Linked DNA regions of Danio rerio: region 1 is linked to region 2. Evidence: chromatin contacts called from public Hi-C data. All regions are on one chromosome and are shown on one strand. The core of a region is the stretch at or near the end of the contact, and the rest is flanking DNA. Distances in the headings are between cores, read along the strand shown. Region 1 overlaps tcf7 (transcription factor 7). Region 2 holds the start of si:ch73-269m14.2.

What was found. A called contact is a pair of places that touch in the nucleus more often than the background predicts.
Region 1: a contact with region 2 is called in a Hi-C map of hematopoietic stem cells, with 2.1 times the contacts expected there. The contact joins the enhancer-like site here to the promoter of si:ch73-269m14.2 in region 2. A contact is called at or near these places in 2 of 18 Hi-C or Micro-C datasets (caudal fin and hematopoietic stem cells) and 2 of 4 datasets of contacts at active chromatin or transcription factors (embryo and gastrula embryo).

Annotation. Positions count from the first base shown.
Region 1 is chr21:49,480,495-49,487,382 of GRCz12tu, reverse strand. tcf7 (transcription factor 7) reads right to left here. Exons shown (of 11, transcript NM_001012389.3): 6 at 911-1,027. It also overlaps a transcript of ddx46 not described here. Among named protein-coding and RNA genes, the nearest start is that of skp1, 22 kb to the left of the region's middle. Within about 2 kb of position 1,517, at least 9 of the 62 cell types and tissues checked have an H3K27ac peak or open chromatin away from gene starts, as enhancers often do.
Region 2 is chr21:49,347,216-49,353,803 of GRCz12tu, reverse strand. si:ch73-269m14.2 reads left to right here and starts at 4,122. Exons shown (of 3, transcript XM_003200909.7): 1 at 4,122-4,238; 2 at 5,044-6,503. The coding sequence starts at 4,130. It overlaps vdac1 (voltage-dependent anion channel 1), which reads left to right. Exons shown (of 9, transcript NM_001001404.1): 8 at 407-464; 9 at 1,027-1,727. The coding sequence ends at 1,118. It also overlaps a transcript of ddx46 not described here.

The DNA.
Region 1 (6,888 bases), core at 268-2,767, 140 kb before region 2:
ATCACACACACGCGTCACTACACCGTGGTAAAACACAGTAAAAGCAGCTCAGGTGTTGTCTTCTCGTTCATTCCTGACACACTGGTTTTAAAGTAGCCTGTGTCTTTATTTAAAGTGATCTTGTTTTTCCAGCTAAAGGATTTCCAAGAGTTTCACACACCTGACACCCAAATGCGCAGCGGATGCAGAAAGTATTCACGCTTCGCACGTGGTTACAGCTTTATTCTCAGAGTTTTGAGGAAAATAACAAACAATTTGTGAGGGTGAAATGTTGTAGCGGCACTTAAAGGTGTGTAAAGGTGTGCAGTGTGCAAGTTTGACACCCAGTGGTTGAACTAGGTATTGCACTCCTGGTGCAGGTTGCCAGATTGATGACCAAGGGTGTTATAAATATGTTAGTTTTATTTCAAAGAGTTATAAAATTACAAAAATTAAAAACTCTCTGTGTATCTATCCACTGGAACCTTGCAGATGAGTGATGAATCCGCTGATTTGACGATGTTTTTAAATGTTTTCTCCAAAGCTTGAAACGCTGTCAGTGATGTCATCAGCACAAGCAGCCAATAGTGTTCAGCTTTTTCTGACGACTCCTCCCTCAAAATTTCATTGGCTGTGGTTTGGTAGCTTGATTTGTTTAGTTGTTGTCAGATCATGTAGTGTGTGACCCCCTGTGTTGCGTAGTGTGAACACCACAGAGATTAAAAGACACAAAGTCAAGTCATGTAGTGTGAACGGCACAGCGATCTGCTGAGGTTTAAAATCCTGTAGTGTGAACTAGGCTTTAGCTGAAGGGGTTTCATGCAGGTTCAGGTCTGGGCTCTGGGCACGCCAACACATTTACAAACGTAATTAGGCTAAGAAATTCATTATATGTGTGTGTGTGTGTGTGTGTGTTACTTCAGAGACTTACTTATAAATGCTCCTGTCGAACTGATCGTGCTCCTGCTTTCCTGAAGGGGGCACTATAGCGGGGTGAGGGATTCCTGTGGGGTGCATACCGGACTGCAGCATCAGAGAGTGAGAGAACCTGCAGGCGCGCGCAGACACACACACACACACACACACAAACATAAACACAGAGTTACATGTCAAATTTTAAAGACGTCAATGCGAAGGCACGGTGAAGACACTGCGCTGACAGAAAGCTGCTGTTTGCATCTCCATGAAAGGGTCAGTTCACCCACACATCAGCATCTGCTCAGTGTCTAATCTCCCTCAAGTGTTTCCAAACATTCACGAGTTTCGTTCTTTTGCTGATCACTAAAGAAGATATTAGGAAGATGAAAGCCTCTAACCACAGACTTCCATAGCAGGAAACACTACAGGTTTCCAGCATTCTTCAAAATATCTTCTTTGTGTTCAGCAGAAGAAAGAAACTCAGACAGGTTTGAAACAAGTGGAGGAAATGAGGACAGAACTGACATTTATAGGCGAACTGTGCTTTTTAACTGTGTGTGTGTGTGTGTGTGTGTGTGTGTGTGTCCAGCAGATGGCGCTGCAAGCCTTTTCTACTCAACACACACTCCACCAGTCAGACAGATCATCTGGAGCTGAGACACACACACACACACACACACACACACACTCCGGATCTGAGCCCTCCACACGGGGCCAATTGAACAAAGATGTGCCCGGGCTGCTGACATCTGACAGAAACATCACACACACACGCACACACACACACACTCACACAGCCTGCGTGTGTTCCTGCTGTAAGAGCATTAGTGTGTTTGTTCTTGTGATTCGGGTTTTGGGCTCCAGAGGAAGGATTTGATCATGAACATGACAAAAGCAGAGAGAAGAAAAACTGACGGATCTGAGACTCACACACACACTGAAGCTCCAGTGGAGTAAGGGCGCGCGCACACACACACACACACACACACATATACTTATTAACTCACAAACACACTCACACACACATGCAAACACACACTCACTCGCACTAAAGTACAGTGCTGGCAACAACAAGGTTTTGGGTTCGACTCCCAAAGGAAAAACTCTTCAATAAAGCGACTGATATCCACTGACTGCCATCATCATCATCATCTTCATCCTCATCATCCTCAGCGTCGGCTAAATGCAGACATATAAATGCAGCAAAGCAGAAAGCATTTGTGGATGTGTGATCCCCGGTTCCAGCCGCTGCTTTACATCCAGCATTACTGAAACAGAGCAGCTCTTCAGATCACTAATATAATAATGAGTAAATCTGTGAACTCCAGCTGAGGCCAGACATGTGGAAGAGTTCCTCCTCTCAGCTACTTTTGATTTGTTATATTCAGCCACAGAGACAAAAACAACAGTGAATACATTCAGAAAAATCAATAAAAATATGATCAATAAAATATGAAAAATAATGTAGAGAGGGTGAAGACGAGCTCACCCCTCTCACATCTCTCTTTTAACCCCGGAACAGCTCAGGAAAATACATAAATAATATAATAAATGAATAAATAAATAAATAAATAAATCAATCACAGTTGGGTTCCTTGAGGTCCTCCTGACTCCACTCATTCACAGACCCGTTACACAGGGAAACGTCAGCTTTATATGATTGTTTTTAATCACTGTTCATCTTTATTTACGCAGTGTTTGTTGGTTATTGTGTACTGTTTTTTATCCATTTACAACACAAACACACAACTACGCCATCATTTGACTTATGAAAACTTTAATTTCAGATCCTGCCCTAAATTGAAGACACTGGTTCATCTTCAGCTCATATTTCTTGATGCTTTAGAAAACTTCCTCACAAACTGATATTTATAATCAACAGATGTATTTTAACAGTCCAGAACGCACCATCATGCTGTATTCTGTCACTTGCTGTTGTCGTCTGAGATATTTTTGATTGTTTTCTTTTGTAAAATGTTTCAGTGTGCCAAAATAAAAAAGCCGTAGACAGCGACACGTGCATGTGTGTGTGTGTGTGTGTGTGTGTGTGTGTGTGTTCAAGTTGATTTTGTGCTTTAGTGTTTGTCCTTCATTTATTTATGAATTTTTTCAGAGTTTTGTAGATTATTTTTGCCAATTTATATATATATATATATGATCTCTGTTGCAGTCGTGTGTGTGTGCGTGTGTGTGCGTGTGTGTGTTTGTGTGTGTATGTGTGTGTATGTGTGTGCGTGTGTGTGTGTGCGTGTGTTCCCTTTGTTTTATTTGTGCTCTGCGCCCAGGCCTTTACAGAAATGTAAAACATTTCAGACTCATGATGGGTTTAAATGTCTTTTACACAAATGAATCTAAAATAAAGAGGTGAATATTATCAGTGACCCCAAGGAAACTAAACAGTGATTTTCTTTACAGACATTTATAACAACCAAACCAACTCCAGTTATTTGTGTTATTATATTTTAATAATAAAAATACAAATAATAAAAATTATAATAAAAATTATACCAATATAATCATTAAAAATAATTATATTTTATATTTTTATTATTTTATATTCTTTTGTGTTATTTGTGTTAGATATTTTTGGAAAAGTTGGAGTTTCATGCCCCTGAGATGAAGGAAACAAATATATATATATATATATATATATCACCACCTTAGAATTATAAGGTTCTATCTGACATTTAATTTTCTTATGATTTAAAGACTTATTTACATTATGGGATGTTTTTTATAAGTTGTTTACATTAAGACGTTTTATTTAATAAACAATAAGGGTTTATCTACAAAGTGGAGCTCAGCTTGGCTCTATAAGGTTCTTTCAGCATTTTGAATGCACACGAGGACCAATCAGGATCAGCTTTTTGTCATTTCACCGGACTGCTCCATTGTTATAAAACTATAGTTTATTAAATATGAAATGCTGTTCCTTGTGTATATATAGTCACAGAAACATTCTCAGGGTTTATTAAACTCATTTGCTCTTAGTTTGTTTTCTTTTCAAGTCTTTAAATTTGACATTAAGCCTTGAAGGCAAATCATTAATTTAATTCATGGCTTCTTAATTACAACAATGATTATGACCATATTAAATACATCAAATTAACATCTGCACTGGACAAAATATGTAGCACAGCCTTGTATGCTTAATTTAAACAAGACATTCATCCTAAAACATTAATTAAATGTCCTTTCTCAAACATCAGCATATTGGTACAACACCAATCTTTCTTTTTAATTCAATTAATGAGCAGCCTGACTGTATTTCTTACAAAGTAATGCTTCATTTCATGATCTGCTGGACAGAACTGTATAATCCCAAGCAGAAATTGATCTTTGAGGATGAGAAGCTTCTGTCTGCATTTACCCTGTGTGTTTTAACCCCAATTTAGAAATTTAGGAGGATTTTGATCATCTACATCACAGGTGTCAAACTCAGTTCCTGGAGGGCCGCAGCTCTGCACAGTTGAGTTCCAACCCTAATTAAACCCACCTGATCAAACTAATTGAGTCCTTCAGACTTGTTTGAAACCTACAGGTAAGTGTGTTGGAGCAGGGTTGGAGCTAAACTGTGCAGGGCTTCGGCCCTCCAGGAATTGAGTTTGACTCCCCTGCTCTACATTTAAAGTACATGTAGAGCAGGGGTCACCAAACTTGTTCCTGGAGGGCCGGTGTCCTGCAGATTTGAGCTCCAACCCTAATCAAACACACCTGAACAGCTGATCAAGCTCTTACTAGAGATACTTGAAACACTCAGGCAGGTGTGTTGAGGTAAGTTGGAGCTAAACCCTGCAGAGCACCGGACCTCCAGGACCGAGATTAGTGACCCCTGATGTGGAGTCTCTGTCATAGTTATGTATAGAAGAGAACTCTTACACACACACTGCAAAAACTTGGAAGCTCATGTCTTAAAATCATTCAGAACGCAGATAGACCCTTATAACTCCAAGGCGATGAGATCTACATATAAAAACAGGTAACACTGATCGGTGTCGCCCTGACCCTGTGGACTGATTAAAGCTTAAATGAACAGTTTCTGTGACTGTGCTGAACACTCATCGCAGGATGATCCAGTCTGTTTGTGTTTAGTGTGTGTGTGTGTGTGTGTGAACTGTGGGTTTGAGCGGCGCAGATGCGTCTGGTGGAGCTGAAGCTGAAGCCGGCTGCGGACACACACACAGATGCTGAAGCCGGCTGCATCAGACCAACACACTACTGTACCTGGGGTAAGATGAGCCGCTCTGCAGGCCGGAGGAGAAGGGCTGTCTGAAGCCGCAGGAGGGCAGGGGGTACACAGGCTGATTGGGCCTGCGGGCGGGTCGGGACACTGTTAGGAGCTTTTACAACACACGAGGACGCCACTGTCTGTGCGCCAGACTGAAACCACGGCTGACATTTACGTCTCCTAGATCAGTGCTTCCCATAGTGGAGCTCAGGCAGTGCTTGAACTGGTCAAAGCTCTTAGGGAGTCCCACAAACAACACCCACAACATCCAGATAAAAGCTGTTGGGGATTTGACACCTGGGGTGTTTACATTATACTGAAGACACAGCTGATGGATTTTCTGCTTCAGGATAAACTTTCTGACACCTTTACAGCACTGACGTACACTAAAGATCAATACAGGCCACAACTGAACATGGAGGATGAGCTCAGAGTCTCCAGAATTAGTGTGTTTGTGTATCAGACTGTATACTTGTAAATAACTCATAAAAGAATAAAGTAACATTAAAACTAAGCACACCATTGCTTTTCTTGTGAACTTCCTATTAAGTTTGATGTGTCACATGACCCTCTTCCTATTGAAAAAAACTAAAGTTGGATCCAAGATGGCCGACTTCAAAATGGCCACCATGGTCACCACTCATCTTGAAAAGTTTGCCCTCTCACATATACTAATGTGCCACAAACAGGACGTTAATATCACCAACCATTCCCATTTTACTAAGCTGTATCCATATACATATGGCCCACCCTGCATACATACTGTTTCCCCAGCAATCTTCAGTAGGTTTTCACTTTAATCTAATGGCCCGTTTCCACTGAGTGGTACGGTACGGTACGGTTCGGTACGCTTTTATGGCCGTTTCCACTGTCAATAAGCGTACCGAACCAAACCGTACCACTTTTTCGGCACGCTTTCGAAAGGGTCCCAAAAACGAGAAAGTGTACGAAAAGGTGGAGCTACATGCCCAGCCGAACGCTGATTGGTTACAGAGACACGTCACGAGCTCGTGGAGCTAGACAGAATGTAAACAAAGGATCCGCCTTGTTCTAATACACAGCCGAGAGATTACATGGATATACTATATGCATAAAATAACCAGCCATGGATGACCCGAGCTCAAACAAACCGTGTCGTCGTCTTGATGAACAGACACAATGCAAAGAAGAACAAAATCTGCCGTGTGCTGTTGTTGCTTTACGAGCCCGTCTAAAAGTGCGAGCGGTATTCGCTTTCTTCCGGGAGTGCGCGATCGCGTCTATATTTGATATAACAAACTTCTTGAGTTGATGAGAATAACGTGTAACGTTACGTGATTGTTGAAGTGTCTCCGTCATCTGATCCATTCAGAAAGAAAAGGACAAGCGCGAGAGTAAAGCACGGGAAAAAAAGGAGAAACCTGGCAAAACACAGGAGCAAAAGTGTTTAACACCCTGAATCATGAACACACTGCCATGACTATCTTCGCCTTTTGGACTATTATGAACTGGCAATGACAACATGACTCTCTAACAGAGTTTACATGTGCTGCTGAAGATTACACACACAGATGAGAGGTTTGCGCTGACCGTGGGCTATATTGCGTGTGTTTTTGAACTCAAATAAGTACTAAATGTATGATGCGTATAGTTTTTCTGTAATTAATGATATATCGGAGACTGTAAGGGTCTGTATGTGTTCATATATGTTCATTTATTTATTTATTTAATATAATTACAGACGTTACAGTGGGTTACAGTGGTCATTGATCTGCAGTTATAAT
Region 2 (6,588 bases), core at 2,873-5,372:
CTGTCTGACGCATTTGCGTGCGTATGAATGGAAGTCTATGGGAGGAAAAGCCCAGTGTGACAGCAGCTTTACTGGGTATACTTGAAACATCCATGCAGGTGTGTTGAGTCAAGATGGAGCTAAACCCTGCAGGACCAGGATTGCTGACCCCTGGACTAAGTCTTTAGAGATGCATATTTTGCAAATACAGCTACAAATTTTGAGTCACCACAAAATCTGGACCGATGACCCCCCCCAGGACGTATACCACTGCCAGACCACCTCAACATCCCCGAGTTATTACATGATGTGGTTTCAGGCCGCAGCTCTAGATATTGCTTCATCACTGAACGCTCTGGGGAAAGTCATGATTGAAGGGAATCTACTATATTTGTATTCAACATCACTGTTTTTGTCTGTCTTACAGGCCAAAGTGAATAACTCGAGCCTTGTCGGGCTGGGATACACTCAAACTCTGAAGCCTGGTAAGTGTGTGTAGATATTATTAAACAGGGCTCTGCTGAAAAATCCAGCTTAAACCAGCCTAGGATGGTTGACTGGTTTTAGCTGGTCAACCAGCCTGGTTTTAGAGGGGTTTTGGCCACTTCCAGGCTGGTTTCCAGCCATTTCCAGCCTGGTTTTAGCTGGACAAGCTGGGAGATGACCAGCTAAAACCAGCTTGACCAGCCTAGCCAGGCTTGGAGCCCAGCCAAAACCAGCTATGTCCAGCTTAAACCAGGATGGTCAAGCTGGTTTTGATGGTTTTAGCTGGTCACTTTCTAGGCTGGAAATCAGCTTAGTCCCTTTATTCATCAGGGGTCGCCACAGCAGAATGAACCACCAACTTATCCAGAACATATTTCACACAGCGGATGCCCTTCCAGCTGCAACCCAGTACTGGGATACTCTCTCATGCACACACTCATACACCACGGGCAATTCAGTTGATCAATTCCCCTACAGCACTGTGTTTTTTCAGGTCTAATATGATATCTGCAGTATAATACCTGCTGGATTAATTCCCCAACGTCTCTCTTCTGCTTTCAGGTATTAAGCTGACCCTTTCTGCTCTTCTGGATGGCAAGAACATTAACGCCGGAGGCCACAAGATGGGTTTGGGTCTGGAGTTTGAGGCATAAGAAGCTGTGGATTGCTCCGATCCTGACTTCATTTAATATTACACACTTTATTTTCTATCCCCACACCCTCACACACCTTATTTCTCCTGAGCAGGAACACACACGGTATACCTGGAGACATGTATGCATTAGCAGCGGCTCACTTTCCCAGAGAGAAACACTATTAGAGAAGAGCGCTCCCCGGTTTATAAGATGTTTTGTCTTCAACACACTCTGCGTTATTTATTTCAGTGTTCATACTTTACAGATGCTCATTTCTTTGTGGAAGTTTACGTCAGAAAACACTAGATTGACATTCCTGATCTTCAGAAAGAGAGCCTGCAGCTCTTTATGATAGATTCCACACGTTTGGGTGCGTCTCATGTCTCCGTCTGGTGTGTGTGTGCGAGTAATCCACATGTGTGTCGTTGTTTTAGCGCTGCATACTACCTGCTGCGTCCGTGCAGAGCTCCTGAAAACAGAAGTGTGTGTCGGGAAGAGCACGAGTGACGTGCAGTTCTGGATGTAGGCTTGTCTTCCATTGTTACATGTAGGATTAGGAAGCTGTGGATTTAGCAGGATGGAGTCCTTCCTTACGTTGAATAAAACGTTCGACCTGTATCACACCTACTGGACTGTGTGTGTTGTGTTCTGTGGGAAAATCTGCCTTTTTGCATGCAGTAAATTCTGTTTATGAAGATTAATGTTTTTGAAAACTATAGGTATAGACTGATAGAATGTGTAATAAATATATATTAAGTTGAAGTCAAAATTATTCGCCCCCTTTGACTTTTTTTTTCTTTTTTAAATATTTCCCAAATGATGTTAAACAGATGCAGGAAATGTTCACAGTGTGTCTGATAATATTTGTTCTTCTGGAGAAAGTCTGATTTGTTTTATTTCGGCTAGAATAAAAGCAGTTATTGTGTTTTTAAACACCATTTAAAGGTCAATATTATTAGCCCCTTTAAGATATTTTGTTTTGGATAGTCTACAGAACAAATCATCATTATACAATGACTTGCCTAATTACCCTAGTGATGCCTTTAAATGTCACTTTAAGCTGTATAGAAGTGTCTTGAAGAATATCTAGAGTACTATTATTTACAGTCATCATGACAAAGAGAAAATAAATCAGTTATTAGAGATGAGTTATTAACACTATTATGATTAGAAATGTGTTGAAAAAATTTGCTCCGTTAAACAGAAATTGGGGAAAAAAAATAAATGGGTAATAATTCTGACTTCAACTGTGTATGTGTGTGAGAAATAAATAAACACAATAAAAGAATTATAAAAATATATAAATATTAGTAAATATATTTAAAACAAATAAAATAAATATAAAAATAAAAACAAAAAATAAAAAAATATAAATATTAGTAAATATAACGAATGTATATTTAAAACAAAAAATTGAGAAATATAAATAAAATAATAATAAATAAAAATAAATTTAAAATAGATCCAAAAATATGACATAAAAAAAAAAAAATATATATATATATATATATATATATTATATTTTATATATATATATATTATATGTATGTATATATTATTTATATGTATGTATTGTTTTTTTATTTGAATATTTTAATTTTCTAATTTTTTGATATTTTATTTAATAATTTATTATATTATATTATATTTTATATACAATATATATATATATATATATATATATATATATATATATATATATATATATATTTTTTTTTTTAATTATGTTATATTTTTGGATCTATTTTAAATGTATTTTTATTTATTCTTATTTTATTTATTTTTATTTTCATATAATTTTTTTGTTTTAAATATACATTAGTTATATTTACTAATATTTATATTCTTTTATATTTTTTATTGTTTTTTATTTTTATATTTATTTTATTTGTTTTAAATATTGCATATATTTACTAATATTTATATATTTTTATAATTTTTTTATTGTTTTTATTTATTTCTATTAGTTTATTTTAATTTGATTTTAGATATTTTAATTATTTTTTACATTTTATTTTTAATTTATTTTCATAAATTAGGTACTTTAGTAAAAACTGATTCACTTTCAGACAAATCTAATATTGGTTAATTGGATATAGCACTATATACTGGATTAGCTACTTCAATTTAATTTAGTTTTATTGCACATGGATTTTATTTATTTAACATCGAACTGTCCAACATTTCAGGAGAAAAACAAGATTAAATAACTAAAATATGACAATCTTCAAAGTTGATTTTTTGGCTGATATTAATAACTTCTATATGACACAATAGAGCGTAGTTACGTAATCAACCTAACAGGTAAAGCCAGTTCTGTTGCTATGTGCGGATTATAAACTTTGCTGCTGCAGAAAAACATCGGCTCATTGTGTTTGCAAGCATTTGATGTTTTTTTTCTGAGGAAAATTTAAATTATTCAAAAGACCTGCAGAACATTTCCTCCATATATCCAATAAACCCTGTTTCAGTATTGGCTGATAATTGTTGACACAGGGCACGTCTAAATAAATACAGCTGCTCTAATTAATGCTGCTTACATTGACCTTAATGCAGTTTTCTAGAAACTGATCAATATGAAAAGGAACGTTTTGTGCTAATGAGATCCAATGACACTATATCAAACTTTGCCTGCATAATCTAATTTACATAGTTTGTTTAAAGACGAATTTTTAAAAAGAGGAAAAGTCAACGGCAACAAAAAAGGAAAGATTTAGTTGCAATTTTGTTGGTTGTAATTTATTTTTGCAATATTTTGCTTGATTTTAATTGTATTATCTTTCAATTTATTAATATGTTTATTAATATTAATAATATTATTTTAATAAATATATCTGTTTAATAAATCTCTTTTGTTCAAATGCACCAAATATATCGCCTATATTCTCTGAGAAACAGATAAAAATATTCATTTTCCAAAATGGGGTGTACTCAATTATGCTAAGCACTTATGACGGAAAATCGAGCACTTGGCAACCCCAAAGCGCGGTGGCTGTACTGCGCATGCGGCTCGGTGACGTCAGCAGAAGATGGCTGCGGTGCGACAGACGCCACTGGAGGACTCAACGATGGTGAAAGTTTTAGTTTTAGTGTCAATGCTGGTGTTTTCCGTGAGCTGCGCTTCACTTCCAATCGCAGGTTAGTGGAGGATTTACCGCTCAACACCTGTAGTGTGTGTTCCCGAGGCCTGTGCTGTTGATGTACTCAAAAACAGCTTTCACTTTCTGTGACAAAGAGAAACTGAATAAACCCCGCGCTCGTCAAAATGTCTCTTTCATCAGAAGTTTGTGCAGTAAAATATGACATGTTTTTAATGAAGTGATATATTTACATATGGTAAAATTAGCCATGAATTAGCTTCTTTGACTCCAATAGCGGAAGTCTTTGCTTTTCGTGACGTGGACACTTCCGGGAGTGACAATGTCAACAATGATCAGACCAGGAAGACATTGAGGTGAAGTTGGCTTTATATTCACACATTCGTTCATTTAACGGTCTCTATATTGTTTACCACCCTAATTTGAATATTCGGTCAGAATTAGCATGCAAGTATGACTTTAAAACAACATTAGCACTATCTAAATGACTGTAAACATGGTTTTACTTTGATAATCATCGACTGCTAATATGATTTCCCTATTTAGAATTGGGAAAGAATACTTTTCTCAAATCATATTATTAAGGAGAATGTCTGAATATCCAAAACCAACTTTACCTCTATAAGAATGACTTCAAAACAACATCAGCACTATCACATTGACTGAATTGATTGAACTTTGATAGTCATTGGCTGCAAATATGATTTCACTATTTAGAGTTTGTAAAGAACACTTTAATGACATTACATTAAGAAGGTGAAAGTCTGAATGTGTGAATATTAAAGCAAGTCTGCCCATGTATTTCAGTGTTTCATGACTCTTGCATTGCTTGTCTTCATGCATAGATGGTGAACCCCCAGCCACTGTGGACAGTAAAGAGGTGAAAGCTCCAGATACACAGAACAGCAGTGATCTGAGTAGCCCGATCGACAGTACTTTGAGTCAGTCGGCAGAGGTGTTGGGTGATGATTCAGCTCCTGCTGTTGAGGGTAAAAACAGCAACAAATCAGTAGATGTTCCCACTGCTCCAATTGCTAATAAAGATACAGAACCACAAGATAATGATCCGAAGAAGCAGAAAAACAACACAGAGAATCTCAAAAGCGACACGGGGAAACAAAAAAATGATTTAAAGCTGGAAACTGACCCCAAGCAGCCGAAAACCGACCTCAATCAGCTGGAAACCGAGCCCAAGCAGCTGGAAACCGAGCTCAAGCAGCCAGAAACCGAGCCCAAGCAGTTGGAAACCGAGTCCAAGCAGCCGAAAACCGAGCCCAAGCAGTCGGAAACCGAGCCCAAGCAGTCGGAAACTGAGCCCAAGCAGTCGGAAACTGAGCCCAAGCAGTCGGAAACCGAGCCCAAGCAGTCGGAAACCGAGCCCAAGCAGTCGGAAACTGAGCCCAAGCAGTCGGAAACCGAGCCCAAGCAGTCGGAAACCGAGCCCAAGCAGTCGGAAACCGAGCCCAAGCAGTCGGAAACCGAGCCCAAGCAGTCGGAAACCGAGCCCAAGCAGTCGGAAACCGAGCCCAAGCAGTCGGATACCGAGCCCAAGCAGTCGGAAACCGAGCCCAAGCAGTCGGAAACCGAGCCCAAGCAGTCGGAAACCGAGCCCAAGCAGTCGGAAACCGAGCCCAAGCAGTCGGAAACCGAGCCCAAGCAGTCGGAAACCGAGCCCAAGCAGTCGGAAACCGAGCCCAAGCAGTCGGAAACCGAGCCCAAGCAGTCGGAAACCGAGCCCAAGCAACAGTTGGAAACCGAGCCCAAGCAACAGTTGGAAACCGAGTCCAAGCAGCCGGTAACCGAGAACAAGCAGCTGGAAACCGAGAACAAGCAGCAGAATAATGACCCTGTGCAGAAGGGTGACGACTCTGTGCAGCCAAAAAATGACCACAAGCAGCAGGATAATGACCCAGAGCACCTGAAACCCTCCCCTGCAGCACCGCAGCCACAGAACTTTACAGAGTACATCGCTGAAAGCACGTTTTTAGGACCAGATCTGGGCTTTGGTGATGACACAGGCAACGACGAAGATGATGATGGCGACGATGATGATGATGAAGTTGTTGATGAGAATGATGTAAGCAATGATGTTGAAGTTAAGGGTGGAAGCTCGTGGGATGACATCAGCTCTCCTGAGGATAGCCAAGGAAAAAAAAATTACCCTCAGGGTTACAAAACTCCTCCTGAGAGCTCAGAGATAAACATCTACAGCACCCAGGATGAAGACTCGCACTTCTTCTTCCATCTGGTTATCATCGCCTTCCTGGTGGCCATCATCTACATTACCTACCACAACAAGAGAAAGGTACGCTTCTCCTGACCAATGCATATCCAGAAATGGTTTTGTCCATGCTTAATTTAAGGTATAATTCTTACTAATAACCCTTTAA